Regions from separate parts of the Mus musculus genome. Here region 2 is linked to region 1. Evidence: chromatin contacts called from public Hi-C data. All regions are on one chromosome and are shown on one strand. The core of a region is the stretch at or near the end of the contact, and the rest is flanking DNA. Distances in the headings are between cores, read along the strand shown.

Region 1 (6,662 bases), core at 1,346-3,845:
AACTCTGCTTCCTGGACAATGGTCAGGTGAAGAGCTGCCCGTGCATTCCCCTTGTAGTGATGGATTCAAGTCTCTCTTTAACGATGAATCAAAGTAAAATTTCTTCTCTTGACTTGTCCCGTGACCTGAGGCAGCAATGGATAAGTAGTTAATACGCTGTCCTCAGTACTGAGCTTAAGAAGATGTCAACTATTCTGGGCATTATGGGCCACCAACTGTCTTAGCTTTTTGAACACTCAAATAAGCACCCAAGTAAGCTGGTTTCTAAGATCACATAACAAGGCATAGTTGAAGAAACCTTTTGGAAGAGGGAAAAGGCCGAGTTTTCTGCCTCTCAAAATGTAGTCTTAGGTGTATACTAAAGAGGCCGGAGTCAGGCAGGACAGGCCCTGGTGCTGAGCCGCCCTCTAAGGATGAGCCCAGTTTGCTGCATTCATGCCTCACTGCACCCAGGGACCTGCTTTTTGTCAGATGCCCTGTGACTAAAGGTTTGCAAAACTCAGCTGCTCAGGCTATAGAGCTGGGGGCCTCCCCTGCCTGCTATGTATTTACAAGCGATATGAATATACTTTCATGAAAAGATCAACACACAGATTAAATGCGACACCCTGCTCTGTGAGCGGTAGTCTGGATCTCTGCCACAGTGGCCCACGTAATCTCCCCTTTTAACTCTTTCTGAGGACCCAGTGTGGGCTCCCCAGGTCTTGTTCGGCCCTTCTCCACTGGCTATGTTTGCTTTGCTTCCAGGGTTTGGTTACTCTACAAATTGCTGGAATAAACACGTGTTTTAGCTGACGTATGTGACAATTTCTCCATGGTAGATAACTGGAACGAGAACAATTGGATTTACAGAGATTTTGAAAATGTATACCGCTGGATTGTCCGGTGTGGTAGCACCAGTGGTAACAACCATGCTCCCACGGATATTCTGCTGTTGAATGGGTGATTTTACGCGTGTTGGGGCATGTAGACTTTTCTCGTTGCTTCTCTTTACCCTATGTTCATGTTTCAGTTATGTTGCCTTTTCTCTAACAGTTTGCAGACTTTTTTTAAAAAATGACGCTAAAAATGGTGGTACCTATAAAATTCTAGTGCTCAGAAGACTGACGTAGATTGGGCCACACAGGGAGCCAGCTTGGATTATACAGTAAGACTCTACCTCAAGTGGAAAAAAAAATGGTCTTAATAACACATGTATTCATCACTTAGCTTCAGTATTATTGAGTCCTGGACAGTACAGACTCCCATCCACTTGTATCTCATACAACTATTATTTTGAAGAAAATTCCCATGTACCATTCACACATAAACATAAAAAGAATTTTTATAATATCAACAAATATTTCCTTCATTAACTCTTATTTTTTTTAAAAAAGATAATTAATATTATCAAATATCCAGACAGTTAAATTCATTTGCCTCCATTTTTTTTTTACCAGAATCAGTGTGCAATGGAGTCTTTAATTCTAATTGGATAAAAAGCCATAGACAGACGAATGATGGGTAGATAGATGAATAGATGGATGGACAGACAGACAGATGGCAGGCAGATTCTCTCCTCTGTCACACTGGAGAATTCTGATTGTTCTTCTCATGAGGTTTTCTTGAGCCTTGATCTGGTGGCTGTATCTGATGGTGTCATTTAACGCGTTCCTTTCCTCTCAAACGTTTGGTCAGATCCAAGGCTGGACAAGAATCAGGCTTGATATTTTGTCCAGAACACTTGAACTGCTATGTTTTAGACCTCCAGCAAGGCCACATGATTTTCCTGTCTCTCCATGACGTTACCACGCACCCCCCACCCATGTCATTGGGCCTACTTTGGGAAACAGAAAATTATATAGTAATTTAAAATAACGGAAGTTTAATATACAGAATTATTAAAATAATAGCTGTGGAGGTGTAAAGTTGCTTCTGAAGGGCACCCTATATCTGAGGGAGAATAGCAAAGAAAAACAACCCTGAAATAGGGGCTCTCCCTAAGGCCGGACTTTTGACATTGTTGAAGGCAAAAGCTTGAGTGAGGCACAATAGCCAGTAGCTGGGGACACTAGGCTATCTGGTAGGTGCATGTTCATACTTGCCATGCAAGAAGGGAAGGATGCAAAAGGTACAGGCGAGCTGAGGCTATGGCTGTTTACCTACCATACACAAATAGGAAGTGTAAGGACTCGTGTGAAGCATTCACACTTGGAGGGCTTTAAGAAACAAAGTCCTGCTGCCTTGTCAGCCAGCTGTAGATGGAAAGTGGTCAGGAGGTCTGTGTAAAACTGGTACGTTACAAGGGTGAAGGCAAGGGGTCTCTGAGTCCAGGCAGAGGATCCGGGAGAAGGACTGTACACTGTAGCGATCTTGATGGCACATGGCCTGGCTGATGAGCCTACATGTGCACTGCTGGAGGTCAGACACCAGGAGTAAAACCAAGTGAAAAGCCCCTTGTTCCTGTAGTGTCTCTTTAGCGCCCTCTACTGATGAAGCGTCAAATCATGCGCGTTGGGAAGGAGAAGTGTTTCGAATTCCTTCAATGAATGACCCCAGAGCACTGAAACGGTGGACTTAGGGTTTAAAGGCAGTAAATTAGTAACTGATATAACGGTCACTGTTAACTTTCATTGTTTCTTTGGAGGCTGCAAAACGGTGGTAATTTGGTTTTATTGATCTCCCTGTATTTGCTGGATGCTTGTACGGGGAGAACTTTCCCACGTCCTCTTGAGTACCCCAGGCACCGTGTATACAAGCACCAGGCTCCTTCCCTGTTGCCAGTTGTTTTTGTTTGTTTGGGTTTTTTGTTTTGTTTTTTTGTTTGTCTGTTTGTTTGTTTTTTAACATGTCTTCTTTCTCCATCCAGGCCTAGATTCGTGTAAAAGCTATTTTCTACCGACCACATCTTTCTGGGTGAGTCTTGGTTCTGCCCACAAAGCCCCTTAACGGGGTGTATGGAGATAGAGCTGTTTGCTCCCACCTCATGTCACCCTCACCTAATGAACCTAATGAAATGGGTATCCGCTCAGGGAAAGGAAAGACGACTTCCAAGTCTCCCAGCTGGTGATGGGAGGAAATGGGGTTAGAAGACAGGCTGTTTGACTCTGAGCTGAGTCTGGGAAGACCTTATATTCAGCTTGTTTCTCCTGGGATAACTTCAAGCTCGGGTCTCCTGGGTCTTCATCTCTTCTCTATTTGCTTTTGAATTTCAAGGTCATGGCTCTTAGCATCATTGTTGAGAACTCCCAGTTTCTCTCCCAGGTTGGTCACACACTCCAGTGGGGTGGGATCTTTATGGAGGGGCCGGTGCACGCTGATTAACTTCTGCTTTTTGTCTTGTCTCACATGGGTGGGCAGGTGCTTCTGCCCTCTCCAGGTTTTTGTCCCTTCCTCTGTCTCCTCCTCCACACAGAAGAGAATGGGAACTTCTCAGGGGATGGTGAGAGAGAAACAGTAACTGCTGACCCTGGTAGTGACTTGAAGACGGACTGATTCTCCTCCCTGCTCCATTTCCAGAAGCCATGATCCAGCTGTGAAGGCCCAGTCACTCCAACTACGTGGGCCGCTGAAAATCCAGTTTCAACCTGCTTCTCTTTCCCTCTCTTCTCCAGTTCAACCCCATCCTTCAAAAACTCACCTAATTCCTCTGGGAATTAGTCTCTTCCCCCAGGGTCACCAATTCTGCTTGCTAATCTCCTGCACCCCTCTGATCCCCTTCTTGCTTTCCTTCCTCCTACCCAGGCTTTCCTGGCAAAGGCCAACAAAATAACAAAGACTAGGGAATAAGTAAACAGCAGCCTCCCCTCGCTTGGGAGTCCCTGGAAGCGCTTCCTTCATTCACACCGATGAGCCTCGGGATTTCAAAGTGCCTGGCACTGCTTCAAGGCCAGTTACAGCGGCCACGGAGTCATTGTATTGAGATGAAGGTGGATCCAGGCGGTTTCTATTTTTAGGTTCGATTGTTTCTGGAAAAGGTTGCACATCACATAATAGGAAATCCCAAGAGTGTGAAGACTGTTTCCTGCCAGTGGAAGCCTTGTTGTGGTTGGCTGTTCTGACCATAGAGACACTGAGGTAAGCGGACAAGGGTGGAGGGTAAGGTCCGGCTGTGCTGGGGACAGACAGGAAGGTGAAGTATGGAGTCAGGGAAAGTGAGATTGCAATTGTCAGGAGATGTAGAGCTGTGAGAGAAAGCAGAGCAGTTGTAAGAGGATGAAACCGTCACGTCTTCCTCAGAGTCTGCCAGGGCGGGGTCAGCTAGCACAAATTATTGTCAACTGGGTCTGTGCTATTTGTCACTAAAAATTATCCTGCGTAACTGAGTATGTAAATGATTATGCTGGAAGCTGATAATGATAACTGGAAGCTGATAATGACATCAGCCCACAGATGTCAAGATGTAGGTAATAAATATCCTTTCCTCATTACAGAATTCCGGGAATGAGGGCCAGGGATATAGGCCCTGGTATTGGACTTGTCAGAATGTGTGAAGCGCTGGGCTCCACCTTCCACATCCCATGAGCCACGTGTGTGGCCTCTCAGGCAGGCATCATTCAAAGGTCCCTGCAGGTGGGATGCATTGGCTTCTTTTTCTGTCTTGCTCGGTTTTGTGACATTGACTCCCACCTTACCTCTGGTTCAGAGCCACCACTTGGCCTTTGGTGTTACAGAACAGTACCATACGTTGGCAATAAACCAGGATCCATCACACCATCCCCTGCAGATAGTATTGTCCTAGGAACACAACCGTGGCTCAGTTTTCTGGCAAATCTCCGTCCTCCCTGAGGACTACTTCTCTTTCTGAGCTCTACTGACATGTGGCCATAATCACTGGAAAGGAGCCAATTTCCAGCATATTGAACATTCCCTAGGAAGTAGGTATTTGTTTTAGGGGACAGGACACTTATGTTACTAGAGGTTTGTAGGTGTCTACAGGACCAACATACTTTAGAGTACCATCTTGGGTTCCTATCCTGTGCCTCAGGTTCCACTCTTTATCAGAACTTTTATATCCCCACAATAGGAGTATCAGGGTGTAAACTCAACTGCCTTTATTACTCTGGCTGTGGACTGGATTTTCTTCACAACCTTGTTTCTGGCTGCAGGAGATGACAGAGGTTAAATTCTGCGGCAGAAACCTGCCACCTCTGGCCTTGTCCTCTTAGTCTCAGTCGGTTTGGGAGTTTTTGTTGCAATTAGCATCTGCTATTTTGTTTTGTTTTTTTTGTTTGTTTGTTTTTTGCCACTCCCCTCTGGAGTGCCAGAGATGTGTAAGCCAGTACATCTCCTTCTAGGGGATTCTGCCTCAATCGATGTTCCATTCCTACAGTAAGGAATCCATCTGGTTCCAGAATCCCTCTCCATTTGTGTCTGTTTTTTTTGGAGTGCTTCTAGTACTAGCTGTCTTAGGTTGGGCTTTTCTGGAACTGGGGTCCTAAACAAGGATTTGTGTGCAACAGATTGCTTGTGAAGGAATCCTAGGAAGCAAAGGTAGAGGCAGATGGGAAGGAAACTAGCAGAGAAGCATCAAGGAGGAGAGACACTGGCGATTAATTATGCTGGGAAAGTGGGCAGTCCTGGTGTTATTAGTCAGTGTTCTCAAGAGTCAGAGAACTTTGGGGCTGAATCTGTCTCGATCTGGGTATCTCTATCTATCTATCTATCTATCTATCTATCTATCTATCTATCTATCTAAAGGGAATTTATTGAAATGACTTACAGGCTGTAGTTCAGCAAATCCAACAATGGCTAGCTGCAAACAGAAAGTCTCAGCTGCTCTTCTGTATATGTTGAAATCCTGAAGAAGCAGGCTCCAATGCCAGTGAAGGAATGGATGTACTGGCAAGGTGAAGGGAGGCCTGCAGGCAAAGAGCCAGAACTTCCTTCCTCCCTGCCCTTATATGCACTTCCAGAAGGTGTGACCCAGTTTAAAGGCCTGTCTCGTACCTCAACATATAGATCACATGTGTGTGTGTTCCTACCTCAAAGGGCTGGACTAGAAATGGATTAACACACTTCAAACCAAGTCTAAAATCTCCCACAGGTGTGTTCTCCATATCTGGATTGTAGTTCATTCCAGATATAGTTAAATTGACAACCAAAGATAGGCACTGTAGTGAGCTATTCCCAGAGTTCCTACATCATGAATGAGGAAACAAGTATATTAGCTACCATTCCTCTTCTGGCACTGCAGAAGTCTGGTCTGGGGACTTTAACTCAATAGCTGCCAAACAAACAAACAAACAAACAAACCAAAAAACTGTCCTCAGCAGAGAACAGGGGCTTCATATGATCAACCACTGTCACTGAGATACAGCTTAGGCATTGTCAATCTCTGTCACAGATGTGTGTCACAGAACTGAAGTAAGGGCCACTCCAAGACAGTGGCAGGAGCCATGCTGACAAAAACATCCAATCAACCAACCAACCAGCCAACCAACCAGCCAACCAACCAACTTACCAACCAACCAACCAACCAACCAGCCAACCAACCAACTTACCAACCAACCAACCAACCAACCAACCAACCAACCAAATAAACAAAGCAGATCTTGAGCATACTCAAAACAAATGGGGAGGTACTTGGGAAGTCTTTGGGAGAAACCTGGAAGAAGGCCAATGGCTACAGTGAGGGAGACACTGCATGGCTCTGGAATCATGTTTTTTGCAGAAGCTAGCCA
Region 2 (7,281 bases), core at 4,578-7,077, 71 kb before region 1:
GGGGGTGGGGTGGAGTATGAACAACTCATAGTGCCAGTGTTTGCAAGCTGTGATATTATTAGCCTCTGTTAGACTTTACACAACATGTTTAAAATTTTTATTTTATTTTATTTTTACTTATTCACTTTACATCCTACTCACTATCCCCATCCCAGTTACCCCTCCCACAATCCCCCCCTAACCCCCCTTCTCCTCTGAGTGGGTGGAGCTTCCCTGGGTATCCCCTCCCCACACACCCTGGCACATCATTTTAACCTCTATTGTGGTAGTTCTGCCTTAGCCTTGTGAGTGCTGGGAAAGGCATGTAGTACTACATACAGATAAACCAGGCCTTTTTATTCTTAAATGTAGCTATTCATGTCTCTCAACAAGCCTGCATGTGAGGCAAGCTGAGGTCTGTGTGAGAGCACATGTGTCTTCAGAGAACTAGGCAGAAAAGCTGGTGTTCTGAAGGGAGGACTGAAGTTTTGCTAGGCCAGATTGGACCGTCAGAATAACAAGCACCGTTTGTTCTGATGTTTGGCAAACTTTAAAGTCCTTGTGCTCATCTTAAACTATAGAGCAGCTCACGGTACAGTGCAGAACAGTTTATATTACACGGGGCTAGTAGACACATTCTAACAGGGATACATTGAAGGACCCACCCTGAATGCTGGCTCACTCTGCAACTGAGGGTGACCCTGGTCTTTTTGTTCCTCCTGCATCCAATTTCCCAGTCCTGGGATTACAGGTGGAAACAGCAACATTTGCCTTTGGATTCGATTTTTTTTTTTAAATGTTAGTTGTTTGTTTGTTTGTTTTAATGTCTGGCTTTTTCTGGGGAGACCTGAAAAAGCATCTCTTCACCCCAGATAGGACTCAAAAGTCAGAAACAATCCCACCCAAGTGCAGCTTTCGAACCAGTGACTTTATTGGGGTCACTTACAGAGTCACGGGTGCCTGACTCAATGGCAGCTTCATAACGATGAACCCTCTCCAGGCACGAAAACTGACTGGAGGAGTAGGCAGCTTGGATGTGCAGGAGAATCCTCTCCAGCAAAGGTTGCAGGTTGCCACTGCTTTCACACGCTTGAGGGGGACCTTGTAAACCTGTAAATTTCTGAGATTCCTTTGTCCCTCTAGGAGGGCAGGCTTCTGTTTCAAGGAAATGGCTACATAATACTATGAAGCTGCTCTAATGCTTCAGCCCCTTCCTGTCCTACCCATGACCCACACATAAGGAGGCTGTAAAAAAAATGTATACATGTATGTGTATGTATTACACACATATATTTCAGAGGACAAAGCATTTAATTCTGCAGGTTCTGTTACTTAGCCCTCAATTTTCTCCTGTTCCAGTTTATCGGTTAATTTTCTGTTGTTGTAATAAGTCAACATGACCAAAGCATCTTAGAGAAGAAAGAGTTTATTTATGCTTATGGTTCCAAAGGGATGAAGTCCATCACTGCAGGGAGACCTAAAGTAAGCAGCAGGAGCAGGAAGCAGACAGGGCAAGTCTTTGAAAATAAGCACAAAATACAGAAAGAGAGCAGGAAGTGGAATGAAGCTATGTAAACTCAAAGCCCACCTCCAGGGACATACTTCCTCCATCAGGGCTGTACTACTCAAACCTTCCTAAACAGAGCCACTGACTAGGAAGCAGGTATTCAAATACCCAAGCCTATGTGAGACAGTTTTTTTTTTTTCACACAAATCATTATAACAAGTAAGTCTATTAATAGCTATGTGTTTGTTCTATGATTTAAGGAACCTGTGGTGGGTAGTTTTGATTGTCGATTTGACACAATCCAGAATCACCTGGGAAGAAAATTTCAGTGGGAGATTCTGTCCATTAGGTTAGCTTGTAGCCATATCTGTAGAGTGTTACCTTGATTGCTAATTGAGATAGTAAGACCTGCCCACTTAGGGTGGTACCATTCCCTAGGCAGAGGTCCTGAATTGGTTAAGAGTGGAGAAGTAGAGGTGGGCATAAGTATGGGCGCACTGATTTCCTCCTTCCTCTTTTGGCTGTGCATGTCACTGGCCTTCTCCAGCTTCCATTCCTGTTACTTCCATGCAAAGACGGACAATAACTTGAGCTAAAACAATTTCTGCCCATTTTATCAAAGTAACAGAAACCCAATTTAAGGCAGAACCAAAATCCTGTCTGAATAAAAGTAAATCCTCTTAAGAGGAGGAGTGTGTAAAGATGGTATCACTCATTACCACTGTAGGATAAAGTGCTGGGTTAAGATTTATTATAGGCCCTCCAAGAGTCAACCACAGATCTAGGGACAGTAAAGACAGGTCTCAGAGACATTAAACTTTTATCATTCTTTCACTGGGAGTGTTACATAAGAGGATTCCCTTTGGGCCTGAGGCTTGTTATCTGTGCACTGAAGGTACTGGATAAGAATGATGGCTTTTTAAATCTCTGAAGATTTACCTTGTTTTCTACTGGGAAAGCTAAAGGCCATGACCAAGAATCTCCTGACTTATTTAGTCAGATACTTGGATTTTTTGCTTGTTTATTTTTTAAACAGGATCTTGCTATCTAGCCAAGGCTGGCCTGGCAGTCCTCCTGCCTGAGTTCTGGGATTTGGGCATTATGTCTGGCTTTGCAATGGTTCTTTTGAAGAGAGCTTCCATGGGTGGAATATTAAAAATTAATAGTTCTGAAAGTAGCCTATTAGAAGACTTTTTCAAAAAATTTAAAAGAAGTATAATCTTTACTGCTTTCAGTATTTTGTAATTTGACCCCATTTTCTCTGTTTACAGTGGTCCCTGAGGAGACATTTTAACAGAGGAGAGAGAGAGAGATGCTGGGTCCAGACCTTCCATAATCATGGAGTTATAGGATAAGGGTAGGAAGAGCATGTAGGGGTATGGAAACCCAACAGACTGAGGACACATAAGAGTCTGCATCATTATTGTTGGGAGAAATTTCTCTCTGAGAAGTTTAATTTTCACTTCAGAAAAGTCATCATCTCTAGGAAGTGCTTTCTTGGCTCCCATGACTGAACACTTTTCAGAGCGATGTTCGGTCTTCAGTAATTCTCCTGACTACATCTCAGCAAGCAAAACAGAGCTAAGAAAAATCACATTCTATATGGTACATTCTGTATGGTACATCAGGAAGGAGTTGTAAATACAAAACAATCGTGTGCTCTGCTTCCTTTCCTAGCCCTAGAAGACTATTTTCTGGAGTCTTTCCAGAACGTCTCTTTTGACAACGTTGAGGAAGATTTTAGAGCACTCTTTTAAACAGTCTTAAAAATGTTAGGAAGTACAACTGACTGGAACTGACCACAGCAGGAAGGGCTGTTGCCTGGTGTTATTTCTCTAACTCTCAGGCACTGTTTCTTCTGGGACTAGAGGAAGAACAGGAAAGTTTAGAAGCTGTGTGATCAAGCCACAGTGCTTGATGCTTGAGAAAAAAGTCCCCTTCCTCCTCCACTGAACTCAGAATACCTAGTGTCAGAATGGATGTCTAGGGTTGCAAAGCAGGGCGCTCGAAGGTGGAGGCTTGGAGTGGAGCTCTGGGCCTGTGGACCTCAGGATCTCAGCATTGGTTCTGACTGCCAGTCTGGGCTGAGGCACCACATCCATTTTCTTATTAACAGAGGGACATTGGCAAAGCAGGTGTAGATTCACAGAGAGTAGACGGATGGAAAACGAAATCGCTAACAGTGATGGTGTGGATGAGGGGTGTCTCTGACCGCCCGGCCCGTGGCTGAGCTCTTAGACCGGACTGTCGAAAAGGGTCGTAAAACTTTAAGGGATTCTAGACAGAGGAAATGGGTTGTTGGGGGCTGTGAGGTTTATAACATAGCCCTGCTTCCTCCTGGTGTGCCAAGGTAGGAGAAAGTCACCTCAAGCTCCAGAAGACACATCTGTGGGCCGCTACTATCTGTGCCTTCATCACCACGATGAACCGTATCCCTTTTAAACTAAGAGCCCAAATAAATCCCTCCTTAAGTTGTTTCTGTAGGGTAAGTTGTTGCAGTAGCAGGAAAAGGCACTAGCAGATAGCTAGCTTGGACACTGAGGCTCGGTAAAATGCATTTGGCCATGGCATGCCAAAAGCTCTCTGACACTTCTCAGCCTTGTTTGAGACTTCTAGTTAAGAAGTAGTCTCAGATGCAGGCATTTGGTAGACTTGAGTTTTGTTACTGCTACTGTGTAATCAAGAGACTTTTTTGTGTTCATATTGATATTTTTATTTATATATACATCATAAGAATTCACATGTCCAGCAAGGTCTCCTGATGCTCGTGTTGCTTCAATCAGGAGGAACAGAACAAGCATGAAGTATGTGGTTGGAATGATGGATGGGATTGGGACTTAGAAACAGTCTTACTCCAGCCACTAGGGTCCCAAGACATGACCCAAAATGTCTGTGATCTGTCAATCCTTTTATAAAGGAAACATAATAGAGAAGGGACCTGAGGTGGCTCAGGCCGCATTCTGTCTGCACACACAGAATCTATAAAATGGGCACTCTGTTTGCAGAGACATTCAGAAGATTTTCTGTGTGTAAATGCTGTGTAATTTTTACCTCAACATGCCTAGATTACTGCCAATTGTTTCTATCAGTCTTAACTTTCTCCTTGAATAAGAGGAGGCACAGTGTGAACTTTCCTATAATATAGAGACTTTCTTTCTTTAAAAATATATTTAAGTGTGTGTGTGTGTGTGTGTGTGTGTGTACATACTAAGGGGCTATGGAGGCCAGAGATATTTTATCTCCTGGAGCTGGAGTTGCCTGGTGTGAATGCTGGGAGCTGAACTCTGGCTCTCACAACATGTGCTCTTAACTGCTGAACTACCTCTCTAACAGCCTAGTGCAGATAATTTTCAAGAAGATAGGCTATTGTGCTGGAGAAACAAACTCCAAAGTGCAGAATATTTGTATTTTTAGGTAGTACAAGCTGTCACGTTGTGTGTAGACCCTGTAGTGCATATGGAAGGGCTACTACTCTGACGAGGCCTGCTGAAAAATCCACAGCCAGGCATTGAGAGAAGAGTGTCATTGCATGAAGACCAGAAGTGAGAGAGTCTGAAAAGATGGGCCTGTGCCCCAGGTAGCCATGCCGCTTGCTTCTGTAGTGCCTCTAGTCAGTGGGCCTAAATGGGAAGATCACTTGAAATTATTTGTATTGACTTAGGGCTAGATAAGAGACCAAAACTTTAAAACACAAAGCTGCTTTAATTAAAATAAGAGGACCACAACTGTTTGAGGGTCAGAAGGAAAAGAGGAAGAGAAGGCCTCTATAATAAAGGTTTAATCTGCTCTCCCCACATAGCATCTGCTTAATGGGAAAAGTGTAGCTCTTCTAAGTAAAGACAATAAATCTGATTAGGGATCTATCTGCCTGGAACCGTGATTGTACTCTGACCTCTGGCAGCGGGATTTGTCCTTTCAGGGAGCTTTGCCACATCCTATGTGTACACTGGGTGACTAATATTTATTATAGAGCCATGTGATGGGATGGTGAACAAAGGTTGTCCCTAGCCACCTTTTGTCCATCACCACTGTGGCTTCTCTTGTGGCATGTGATGTTCTTGGGAACCTGGCACAGTTTTTGAGGCAGCCATGGGTGCTATTTTATAAATACAGCTCAGACCTCCTGGGTATGTATGGTGGCAGCTTATCAAACCTATTGCGTACACACCATGCCACTTGTGCGTAAAAGGGTTCTCTCAACAAGTCCCCTGGCATCGTGGCTGTGTGTTGATTAGCTGTGGGTGATGTCATGTTGATGTTGACTCTGTTGAAGGCGGGCAAGCATGTTAGTGTGATGTATGTGGCCATGATGTGCTAGGAAATGGAGAAACCATGGTGTACTCATTTACTATTACCCAATGATGTGGCAACTCATCCAAGCACACAACAACTGCTGGTCATTTGTGACTTACAGCTTTCCAAAGTTCCTGTTTGCCCTGTTGCTTACTCTTGGACCATCTCCATAAGTTTAGCATATGAACCCTACTGTCAACAACATAGGCATTTTTTTTCACAAATTTAGCACAATCTCCTACCCACAATTTGCAAACACTTATGTCTGGATAGTCTTAAGATAATGTGGCAATATATATATATATATATATATATATATATATATATATATATATATGTGTGTGTGTGTGTGAGATGTGTGTGTATGCACATATATGTATACACATTATATATATATGTGTATGCCCATAATGTATATGTATGTATACACTGCTTAATTCCCATTAAGATATATATATGTGTGTATATACATATACATATGCATATACACACATATAATACATACACATACATATATATACACACACATATATACACACTCACTCACACATACACATATATACACACACATGTGTATATATATGTGTGTGTGTATATATGTACATACATATATATATGTATATTTGAATTGTCAGGTCCTAACTCATATACATAAAGAAGAATAAGGAAGAGATGTATCATTGTTTGTCTCCTGTTCCAAGAGTTGTAAGAAGATTAGATTACTCTGGCATTTCTAGAGAGGTAGGAAAATGTTCAGTGAAAAGGCCTCAATCAACATTTTAATCACTAATGCAATTGACCACGACAACAATCTGTGTGAGATAGAATGGCCCAAAGGGTTTCAGGAGAAACCAATTCTACTAAAGTATCCTAATTTTTAATGCTTTAAACTTATTACGATTTAAACTTGTTCTATGTAAAATGTACTCCAGAAATGGTCAAAAGAAAAACAGTAATATTTTCCTAATCACTTTATTGTAATTTGAAGTTGGCTGTTTATTAAAAAGCTATGGATTTAAAAGTTAGCTTTAAGAATCCAAGGGCCAGGCTGGCAAGATGGCTCAGGGGTTAAGAGCACTGATTGCTTTTCTCAAGGTCCTGAGTTCAAATCCCAGCAACCACGTGGTGGCTCACAACCACCTGTAATGGGATCTGACGCCCTCTTCTGGTGCGTCTGAAGCAGTTTCAGTGTACTTATGTACAATAATAAATACATCTTTGGGACAGAGCGAGCAGGGACTGAGGGGTCAGAGTTGACCAGAGCGAGCGGGGTTGACTGGAGCGAGCAGAGGTCTTAAATACAATTCCCAACAACCACATGAAGGCTCACAGTACAGCTATAGTATACTCATATACATAAAATAAATAAATAAATCTTAAAAAAAAAGAAGACTCCAAGGGTCATCCTGAGGTAGCATTCAGTTTTAGACATTTAATGCCTTTGTATTTTTTATGTGTCATCTATATGACCAGCCTAGCAAATGTTTGTTGGTGCTGATGAG

The links. A called contact is a pair of places that touch in the nucleus more often than the background predicts.
Region 2: a Hi-C map of liver shows a contact between it and region 1, with 4 times the contacts expected there. The contact joins the enhancer-like site here to the promoter of 1700007F19Rik in region 1. A contact is called at or near these places in 12 of 484 Hi-C or Micro-C datasets (the AML12 cell line, the HL-1 cell line, Sertoli cells and 6 more).

The regions. Positions count from the first base shown.
Region 1 is chr3:58,159,740-58,166,401 of GRCm38.p6, reverse strand. 1700007F19Rik (RIKEN cDNA 1700007F19 gene) reads left to right here and starts at 2,595. Exons shown (of 6, transcript NR_040538.1): 1 at 2,595-2,640; 2 at 2,849-2,895; 3 at 3,936-4,056. It overlaps Gm40056 (a long non-coding RNA gene), which reads right to left. Exons shown (of 6, transcript XR_003954487.1): 5 at 2,146-4,163; 6 at 1-125.
Region 2 is chr3:58,233,562-58,240,842 of GRCm38.p6, reverse strand. No RefSeq gene overlaps it. Among named protein-coding and RNA genes, the nearest start is that of Gm40057, 25 kb to the right of the region's middle. Within about 2 kb of position 5,827, at least 18 of the 459 cell types and tissues checked have an H3K27ac peak or open chromatin away from gene starts, as enhancers often do. A contact at or near this core is called in the AML12 cell line, the HL-1 cell line, liver and 1 more, where this site is marked.